Regions from separate parts of the Gossypium hirsutum genome. Here regions 1 and 2 are each linked to region 3. The links are chromatin contacts, called in public Hi-C maps. All regions are on one chromosome and are shown on one strand. The core of a region is the stretch at or near the end of the contact, and the rest is flanking DNA. Distances in the headings are between cores, read along the strand shown.

The links. A called contact is a pair of places that touch in the nucleus more often than the background predicts.
Region 1: a Hi-C map of leaf shows a contact between it and region 3, with 2.3 times the contacts expected there. The contact joins the promoter of LOC107898485 here to the enhancer-like site in region 3. A contact is called at or near these places in 5 of 34 Hi-C or Micro-C datasets (callus and leaf).
Region 2: a contact with region 3 is called in a Hi-C map of leaf, with 4 times the contacts expected there. The contact joins the promoter of LOC107948426 here to the enhancer-like site in region 3. A contact is called at or near these places in 6 of 34 Hi-C or Micro-C datasets (leaf and petal).

The regions. Positions count from the first base shown.
Region 1 is chrA04:28,358,890-28,362,029 of Gossypium_hirsutum_v2.1, reverse strand. It overlaps LOC107898485 (enoyl-[acyl-carrier-protein] reductase [NADH], chloroplastic), which reads left to right and starts at 1,418. Exons shown (of 13, transcript XM_016823946.2): 1 at 1,418-1,633; 2 at 2,036-2,358; 3 at 2,567-2,676; 4 at 2,790-2,845; 5 at 2,941-3,025; 6 at 3,111-3,140. The coding sequence starts at 2,082.
Region 2 is chrA04:28,799,019-28,802,118 of Gossypium_hirsutum_v2.1, reverse strand. LOC107948426 (DNA polymerase delta small subunit) reads right to left here and starts at 1,376. Exons shown (of 14, transcript XM_016882968.2): 1 at 1,130-1,376; 2 at 908-1,037; 3 at 1-45. The coding sequence starts at 1,186.
Region 3 is chrA04:28,546,953-28,550,530 of Gossypium_hirsutum_v2.1, reverse strand. No RefSeq gene overlaps it. Among protein-coding and RNA genes, the nearest start is that of LOC107949284, 52 kb to the left of the region's middle. Within about 2 kb of position 2,115, at least 2 of the 9 cell types and tissues checked have an H3K27ac peak or open chromatin away from gene starts, as enhancers often do. A contact at or near this core is called in leaf, where this site is marked.

The DNA of each region.
Region 1 (3,140 bases), core at 169-2,668, 190 kb after region 3:
CAAATTTATTTAATGCATCAATCTTATTTAATAGCTAGGGACGAATAGACTTATTGAGCTCGATATAGGTGCATGAGCTAGTGATGAGCTGGGGGTAAGCTCGTGAGCTAAATCCGAGCTAGGTTTGGACTCGTAAGCTGGACCCGAGCTGGGGAGCTGGACATGAGCTGAATCTGAACTAGTAGCAAGTTGCGAGGTGAACTGGAAGAGTTAATTTAAGCTTCCTCGCTGCGGCTGGGCTGAGTTTCATCCCAAATTCGAGCTACAAGAGCTAAAATAGAATCTTTGAAAGCCTTAGCTCGAGCTCGGGTGATAGGGCCTTGTGGTAGCGTCAGATGATCTTTACTCGAACTAGCTGAATCGTTGGGCGCGCTCGCATCACATGCCATGTGGCAATCCAACCAATTAGAATGTGCAGTGTGCAGAGGCGAATCCAGGGGGGTTGACAAGGGCCCCGGCCCCCTGAAATGGAAAATTATTGTTTTGGCCTTCTAAAAAATTTTAAAAATTTTAAATTAGTAAAGGTAAAATTACACTTTAGCCCCCTAAAATTATGAAAATTTATTTAATCCTTTAAAAATTATAAATATATAAACTATTAAAAATTAAAATTTCATTTCGGTCCCCCTAATTTTTTTTTGCTTCACCTCTGGGTGTGTGACAGTAAATTTATTAAAATTAAATAATTTAAATTTATATGAAAAAGTAGAAAAAAAGAATATTTAAAAACTAAATATTTTAATACATTAACTTTAATCAATCATTGGCCATCATTGATCGATATTTGATCGAATATTGACCTACGTCTAAATTATAAATTAAAATTTTTAATTTCTAGACATTAAGTTTTTCTTTAAGTTAAACTTTTTCTTTTTTACTTTTATTCATTTTGAATTTTTAGAATTTGAAATAAAATTTATTCCTGAATATATATTTTTGAAAAATGGAATTTTTTTAATTTTCTAAAATTTAAATACTTTTTCAATTTTATAAAATTTACAATTTTTATATATTATTATGATTTTTTAAAATTTATATTTATATATTTTAGAATTTTAAAATTTTAGTATTTTAGAATTTTTTAAATATTTTTTATTTTTTATATGTTATATGATTTTTTTTATTTTTTAATCAATAGAATATAAATTGTATTAAAAATACAAAAAAATGATGTCACATATTCTAATAGTCTCACGTATATATCTTATTTTCTTTTATGCCTTAAATTAATTTGGATAATAAAAAATAATTTAAATAGAAAGGTGAGACAAAAAAATTTTTAAGTACTAAAATTGAAAAAACAAGTATAATTCGGGCCATAAGGCTATTTTTGACAGCAAGTCAAATCAACGAGTCAAGAGTCCAATCCATTCACAGCCAACAAAAAGAGAAAGAAGGGCATAATAGTAATTTGAGTAAGGATCCAAAACCAAACTGAGGTCGACATTTCCAAAGCTCCCGTCGTTGCTTCCCAACTGTTGGAAACCAAAACTCCATCAACCACTTCGGTTTCATCGAAACCCCCAAAACATAACCCCACTTCCCTCCTCTTTTCTTTATATTCTCATCACCTCACTGCTCTTTCCGTACAATCCCCACATTCATAACCCAATCTTCCTCCTCCTTTGCTTCGGTGAGTTTTCAGATCTTTCCATGTTATTTCTTGCTCAATGTTATTCAAACTTTACTAATGCCTTCATTCCATTTACATGTTTATTTGAGCATTAAGGGAAATCTTCTGCTTCTAATTTGGTCCCTTAGAAATCTGATGAAAATAACCAACCATTTATTACATGTCAGAGCATTACACCACACAATGGCCAAGCCAACCAGAGATTTGGGTGTTGGAGACAATTTATTTACCAAGAAAAAGTTTTTGTCATCTTATTACATTCCCACAGAGGGGATGTTGGTGTCTCTTATTTTATAAAGTTATCACTCTTGCTAATGATATTACTTAAAAATGTTGCCTTTCTGTTAACCATAATGCCTTGTGTTTTACTTGATTATTTAACTGTTCCACTTGATCTTGTAGAACTGTATTGACTTTGGGTGATTCAAGTAAGATAAAAGAAGAAAATATGGGAACCGCAGCAACTCCTGGCCCTTACATGACCAACATTAAACCTTGTATTTCTTCTTCTCGTAAAATTGTTGTCTCGACCATGGTGAACATCATCGCTCAGCATAAAGAGGCATCATGGTCAGGGCTTGCAAGTGCCTCTCACATCTCGTCAAGGCAGCCGTTCCTCCATAGGATCACTTCAAAGCCTGTCAAGTTTGAAAAGTTTGTTACAAGAGCCATGTCTGAACAAAGTGACAACAAGCCTTTTTCTGGACTTCCTATTGATTTGAGAGGTAACCTGTCCTTATTTCCCCCTCTCTTATAACTTCTATGCGTTAATTCAATAATGTTGAATACAGATTAGAATACATGATGATGTTGTATCAGCTAACCATGTTTTTTGAATCTTGACATGACTGAAAAGCTCTTAAGACATGAAATTTGTCTGTGCAGTATGGACGTAAACCACTTGAACATCTAATATGATGTGTCGGTTTGCAGGTAAAAGAGCATTTATAGCTGGTGTTGCTGATGACAATGGATATGGTTGGGCAATAGCAAAATCTCTTGCTGCTGCTGGAGCTGAAATTCTTGTTGGAACATGGGTGCCTGTATGTATCTTTATATAACATATGTGTCATTTAGAAGCAAAGAGTCTCATTTTAAGGTCAAAGTTGTACTTTTTTACAGTTTTTCTTATAACTGCAAACATTTCTTTTTGCAGGCACTCAACATATTCGAAAGCAGTCTAAGACGTGGGAAATTTGATGAATCACGCATGTAAGAACAAAAATGTTCTTTCCTGTTGATTGCGTAGATTTTGGTATTTGCCGATTTCTCACTTACGGTATGCTGATTGGAATTTTCTTTTCCAGATTGCCAGATGGGTCATTAATGGAGATCACCAAAGTTTATCCCATGGATGCTGTTTATGACTCTCCCGAGGATGTACCTGTAGATGTAAGCCTTTTTCTCCGTATGGTTTTAGAAGAAGGCAAATATTGATTTTTTTTTTTGTAATATCCTAATTTTTGGTTTCCTTCAGGTGGAAACAAACAAACGTTACGCCGGGTCT
Region 2 (3,100 bases), core at 127-2,626, 250 kb before region 3:
CAATGATGCATTCTTTGCCTTCTTCGAGCTCTAAAACTGTACAAACTACAAAAAGAGAGAAGGAAAATTTTTAAATTATTCCATGGAAACTAAAAACTCGATCAAACTACAAATTTATTTGAATCCCCATTATCTTTAGCCACAACCAATGAGAGGACTGGAAAGTTCTGGTACTTCAAATTTCTAATGTGAAAAAGTACACTACAGAGGCAACAAAATTTCAGATGCACAAATAATACCAACAACAAACTCATCAGAAATATGAGCAACAGTATCTAGTGCATTTTTTTTTTCAAAATAGAACCTGTCACCTTGAAGAAAGCTTTTGAATGAGAAATACTTATCAGAGTCTATGTTACTTGGACTCAAGTGTATCCTACGTGCATTGCAAGATTTTCTAAGTTTTTCCATCTTTTTGGAGAATCCTTGGAGATCAAATTCTCATGTGTGTCAGAAACGAGTGTCGGACAAGGGTACTCCAAGAAGAACGAAAATTCCGAGCAACATAGGTCAGACTAGTCCCCAACGAGTATGAGTACCAATAGTAATTCTTAGCCACAATGCAAGTATTTCAAACATAACCTTCCATGCTAATCAGTCAAAACCTCTAGAATGGAATCCAAATAATCACAGGGTAAGGACACACCAATCAAAAGCTAATACCAAAGACTTTTTTTATATTCACTGCGAACCCTAAGAGCCCCAGACACTGCAAATTACAAAAATTCCTTAAGTCCAAATGCAGGTAACAAAGCAGCCAAAAATGACTAGCCAAAGCTGCTGCTTGCTTCAAAACCCAAAACCCATAATAAGAAGAGGGAAAAAGAGTACCATAGTTAATAAATTAAAAGAATAAACAATTTTGGAAATCTCCCGAAATATTCCTTTTTTTTTTAAGAGAGGTTACCGGGGAGATGGGATTTCCAGTTGGGCACAAGGGAGTAAAGCAAAGTTCTCATCATGTGAAGACGAGCAAAGTAAATTTGACTGTACTGCTGGCCTCTGTAAACTTCCTTCTGAATCTCGAAATTCTCATCCTAAGACACAAAGAAAAAGGGGATTATAGTTTCACAAAATCAGAAGAGATTTTAGGATATTGTGAAAGGGAAGAAAATGAGGTTGGAGTTACTAAAGAGAGGTAAGTGGATTGTTTTCTCTGCAGTTGTTCTTGCGAGTCGACTTCCATGGCGGGAAACTTGGATTGGAGACTGAAATTTCTCTACGGCAATTCTTCTGAGTGGAGAGATTTTATACATCCAATTCACTTTACGATGTATTTATTTTAAGCCTCAATCAAGCCATTCGGGGATGTAGCTCAAACAGTAGAGCGCTCGCTTTGCATGCGAGAAGTACGGGGTTCGATACCCCGCGTCTCCAGTCTTGCTTAATTATATGAGCATTTATCATGTTTTTTTTTTCCTGTTTTCTATTTTGCAAATCTCTTTCTACTATTTTATTATTGAAAAGATTAATACAACATTTAGTAATTAAACTTGATATCAATTACTTTTTTTTCCTTATTTTAAATTTTTAATATCTCAAATGAGTTAGTTGATGAGTTATATAGCATTAAAAATATTATTTTTTAAAAAATATGTTGGAATTCCTAAGATTAAGGACAAAAAACTTACCTTATTACTAGGAGTTCCCTTGTAAATAGAAACTAATTTCAGTCACTGATTCTTAGGAAGTTACTGTTTTTTAGGGATTGTTTTCCTTGTTTGTGTGAATTCCTCTCTTTTTTGGTGTAAACTAATTAGCAGAATGAAAATAATCTTTTTCTAAGTTTCTTCATGGTATCAAGAGCTTTAGGATTCATTCGATCCTGCTCATTCGTCTCTAATATCCCTTCCTAAAAATTCATCCGGTTTAGTCCTCCTCTCATGGGTGACTTCAATGAAACTCTATCTAAAACTGAGACTTCACAAATAACTCAGAATGTCAATCAGGGAATCACTCAAGGTGAACTTAATTCCTCCCTTATAATCACCAATCATCGACTAGATAGGAAGAAATTCTTGAATGGTCTCAATCGGTCCTTATGGTGATTCGTGGTCGTGGCAAATTAGGATACATCAATGGAGAAATTCCACGACCAACCATAGCTAACTCGACTTATGCCACTTGGGAACTCAACAACTCGATTGTAATGGCTTGGCTAATTAATTCGATGGAAGGCCATATAAGCCGCACCTATCTCTTTTTCAAAACTGCAAAAGACATGTGGGATGCAGTTAAAGAAAACTACTCGGATCTTGGAAACGCCTCCCAAGTATTTCAGATCAAGCTTAAGTTAAAGGATATCCGACAAGGGACACTCAAAGTAACTCACTACTACAACAATCTAAAAATTTTGTGGCAGGAATTGGATATATACTATGAGGCAGATTGGGGTGAAGGCTTGGAACACACCAAGTTTATGACTCACCTCAACAATGAACGTCTTTATGAGTTTCTAGCAGGATTGAACCGTGAGTTAGATGAGGTTCGTGGCCAAATTCTGGGCAGATCACCTCTACCAACCATCGGTGAAGCATTTGCAGAAGTTAGAAGAGAAGAAAAGAGTCGTCTTGTCATGATGGGATACTCAAAGGAACTTAAACATGTGACAACTATTGGCAATCGGTCTACTGAGACCTCTGCCCTCATCTCCAGAGGTCCACAGCCACAAAAACCACGTGCTGGAAATGATTCTGGATCAACCAGACCATGGTGTAACCACTGCAACCGTGTTGGTCATACAAAGGAAAAGTGCTTCAAATTCCATGGCTATCCTGAAAAAAAACAGAATGATAATAAAACTGCCCTATTATCCTCCACTGCTGCAGATGATGTTCTCGATGTTCGCCTAACCAATACCCAACTTGAGACTCTCCATAAGATACTTGGTACTTCCACTGCTCATGGATCTCTAGCCACCCAAGGTACTGCCCTCAATATTGCCTTTGAATCAAATAATCAATCCTCTTGGATATGCGATTCGGGTGCCTACGATCACATGACAGGTAACTCCACTTTGTTTCACACCTACACCCCTTGTCATGACAAGTCCCGAATCTGCATAGCTGATGGTTCTTACTCACATGTGGCTGAAGTAGGA
Region 3 (3,578 bases), core at 866-3,365:
ATCAGGCAGCTAAGCTGTTAATATTCTGAAAAGTGTCATACCGACACTAAGCGGTTTGTAGAGCTTGATGGGTATTCTAATACCCTCTATGGTGTATTAGGATGGTCGGAGATGGTGTGTAGTGGATGGGGTAGAATCGCAAATTTGCATCTAATATGATCTGATACGAATTCTGTTTTTGATATATGCCTGATTACTATCTGTTGATATGCTATTATGTTACACACTGAGCTCATAAGCTCACTTCAGTTCGTCTGTTTACTTTCAGGTAACCCTCAGACTTAGGCGGGTTGGTGCGACGGGAGCTCGGTCATAACAATATTTTATAAATTTAATTTATTTAAATATGAGTTTGAGAGTTTTGCAAATTTTGAACTATCTTGAATATTTTGGACTGCTTTGATTTTGGACTTTATTTTCGATTTCCGCATGATGAATTTAAAATGTTTTATCAATAATGTTTATTTTTTTGCAAAACAACGGATTTTGAAATAACAAACCGTGTTTTACCAAAATTTTTTCTTTCTAAGAATTTCCACTGCAAAGCTATATGTTTTAGAAAATGAAAACAAACAACATTTACTATAAAACATCTAAGTAAGATATGTTTTCGAATAACCAGATTTTTGGGTAGTAGGAGCATACGACATATTTTCAAAATAAACGAATCTTACATTTTCAATTGAATTTACAGTAATATTTCCAAATCTGGTCATAACGTCTAGGTCGGATCTGGGGTGTTACAGTATTTATACATTTATTTGCTGGAAATTTTAGATATTTGAATTTTTGAAAAAGTAGTAAAATTTTTGCATTAATACAAAAAAATTATAAAATTGCATGGAACAATTTTTTATTAAAATAATATATTGACCTAAAAAATTATATTTATCTTATATTTTAAAAATAAAATTTAAAATTTTATCAATAGAAAATACATGATATTTTTTAAGTTAGTTTGTAGAAGTAAAAGGGTAAAAAATTAAATATATACATTTTTTGCATTAATAAAAAAATTAAAACTATATTAATTTATACAAGGGTAAAATAAAAAAATATAAATGATATGTAGAAAGCTATAGTCAATAAATTTAGAAAATTTTGAGCCCATGGAAATGTTTTCCCATTGATCACATCTTATAAAGTATTTTTGTAATTGATTTCTCAAATATTATTGTAAAGAACATATAGTTTGCTCTTTATGATAGACAAAAAAATTTATCCATCAACCTTATAAGGTGACTATGCGTTTGAAAAATTACATTTATCTCATACTTTAATTAAAATAAAAATTAAATTACTTCAAACTACATTTATCTCATATTTTAGAATTAAAATATTAAGTTTTATTAAAAAAAAAGTAGATGATAATTTTTTTAAATTAGTTTGTAGAGGTATTTGAAGGGGAAAATAATAATCTTCTTTTTTTGGTATAATTTCTATAACCCAACAAAATATTTTATGTGTAGTAAAAACTAAAAACAATTTATTTTTGAAAAAAAAGTATAAATTTTCTACATTTAAATCTAGAATCCATAATTTTTTTTCTTTTCGAAATTCCCTAAAAATGGTTTTTAAGAAATATAAATCCAAATTTTTAAGAAATATTAAGCACTGCATATTTCACATTATTTTTTCCCTTGCTAAAAACATTTCTCTTTTTTTTTTTCCTTTAAATATTTCAAAAGATTCAAGGTTTTTTTTTTCTGCTAAAAAGTAAAATATTTTGTAGACTTATTTTCTTCTTTGAGTAGGATGTAAACGTCCGATGATGCCATTGGAATAATTAAAGCATCAACCAAGAATCTGGTTGGGTCAAATTGAATACAGATGAGGCAGTAAAAGTTAGCATTGGTTTGACCCCTTTAGTAGGTCTTGCTAGGGAAGATGATGGGAGATGGCTCTTCAACTAGAGTCATGGTATTGGTAGTTGCAGCATGGAGTAAGTGGAACTTTGGGTGATTTACGATCGTCTCAAGATGTTTGGGAATAAAAAATTTCATCAAGTAGTTGTCTAAAGTGATCGCTTCTCGGTAGTGTGGATTTGTAATGGTCTCTTATAGAACACTACTGATAGAGCTATGGCAAAACGAATTCAAAAGCTTCATAGCGGGCAATAAATTATTTCATTTCGGCATATTTTTAAGGAGTTGAATAGTCAACTAATACGATGACAAGTCTACTTGAAAAAAGCCAAGTGGGCCATCACCAGTTTCTACAACCTAAAACAACAGTAGTGAGTAGTGGATTTCATAGGGAAAGATATTGATATTGATAGAGTGAGGATAGACTTCATCATGGGCTAGGCCGGATCACCCACCTAAGCTCAAAGGTCCGTCTGAAAAGTGGGAGGATTTGGGTAAAAATATAAGTTTGAAAAATTGGCTTGGACAATAAATAAGGCTTGTTTTCTAAACGGGTCAAGTATTGGGTAAGATTTTTTGGCTTGAGCCCCGTTCAGTCTGAATCTGCTTAAAATTTCTTTTGTTGTTGTTTGTTGCTGTTTAGCTACCATTTTGTTGTTGTTTTCCTACCAATTTGCTATTATATTACTACTATTTTGTTGTTATTGTTTAGATATTATATAAATTTTATTTTATTGTTAATTTTACTACTATTTTAGAGGCATTTTCTATTTAAGTTACAGCTTTCTTAGTGTTATTTAAGTACAAAGAATTTTTTTAATGTATTTTCAATTTGTTAGGAAACATTTATTTTAATATTTTAGTGTATTTGGTGTATTATATTTTTAAATATATTTTATATAAAAAATAAAAAAAAGAATTAATATGAGCGGGTCGAGTTGGGCTCTGGTTTAACAATTTTTGTTTGGGTTGAACTCGTGTAAAAATTTTAGGCCAATTTTTCAAGTTGAGAAGAACCCGAGCCTAGAAAACGGACCTAAAATTTGACATTGACTAGACCCAAACCCAGCCTGACTCATGGTTAAGTCTAAATGAGGATCAACAATATGTAATATGCCTTAGCCTACTTTTCCTACCAAAGAAAATATTTTTTTTCAAGTTTGTGGTGTAATTCTATGGTGTGTGCAGAGGTTTATTTTTAGTGTGAAAAAAAAGGAATTCAATGAAATATTAAACTTCTATATTTGTATTTTTTTTAAATTTTTTATTAGGGAACACTAAGGAGAAAAAGGGCATAATCTGGTTAAGTGGGATGATATTTGCACAGATACAAAACAAGGGGACCTTGGTCTCAAGAAGATCGACTACCTCAATAATGCTTTCTTCATGAAGATTGGTTTTAATATTATCAAGAACCTTGAGCAATTTTAAGTTCAAGTGCTTAGATCTAAATACAAATGGAAGGGTCACCTACCTGCTATTTTATCTGCCAGAAATGTGTCACGATTATGGAAGGGGATAGGTCGCGTTCGGAGTCATATCCAGGATGGTATTATATGGAATTTGGGTATGGCTCATATATGGATTTTTGGAGAGATTATTGGGTTAAAGATTGGGGACCACTTATTAATGTGTGTACTCAATCCGAAAAAGTCCCTACAGAGCATGTTCCTTTTCAAAATATGGTTAAGCTGAGTGGGGAGTGGAATTGGT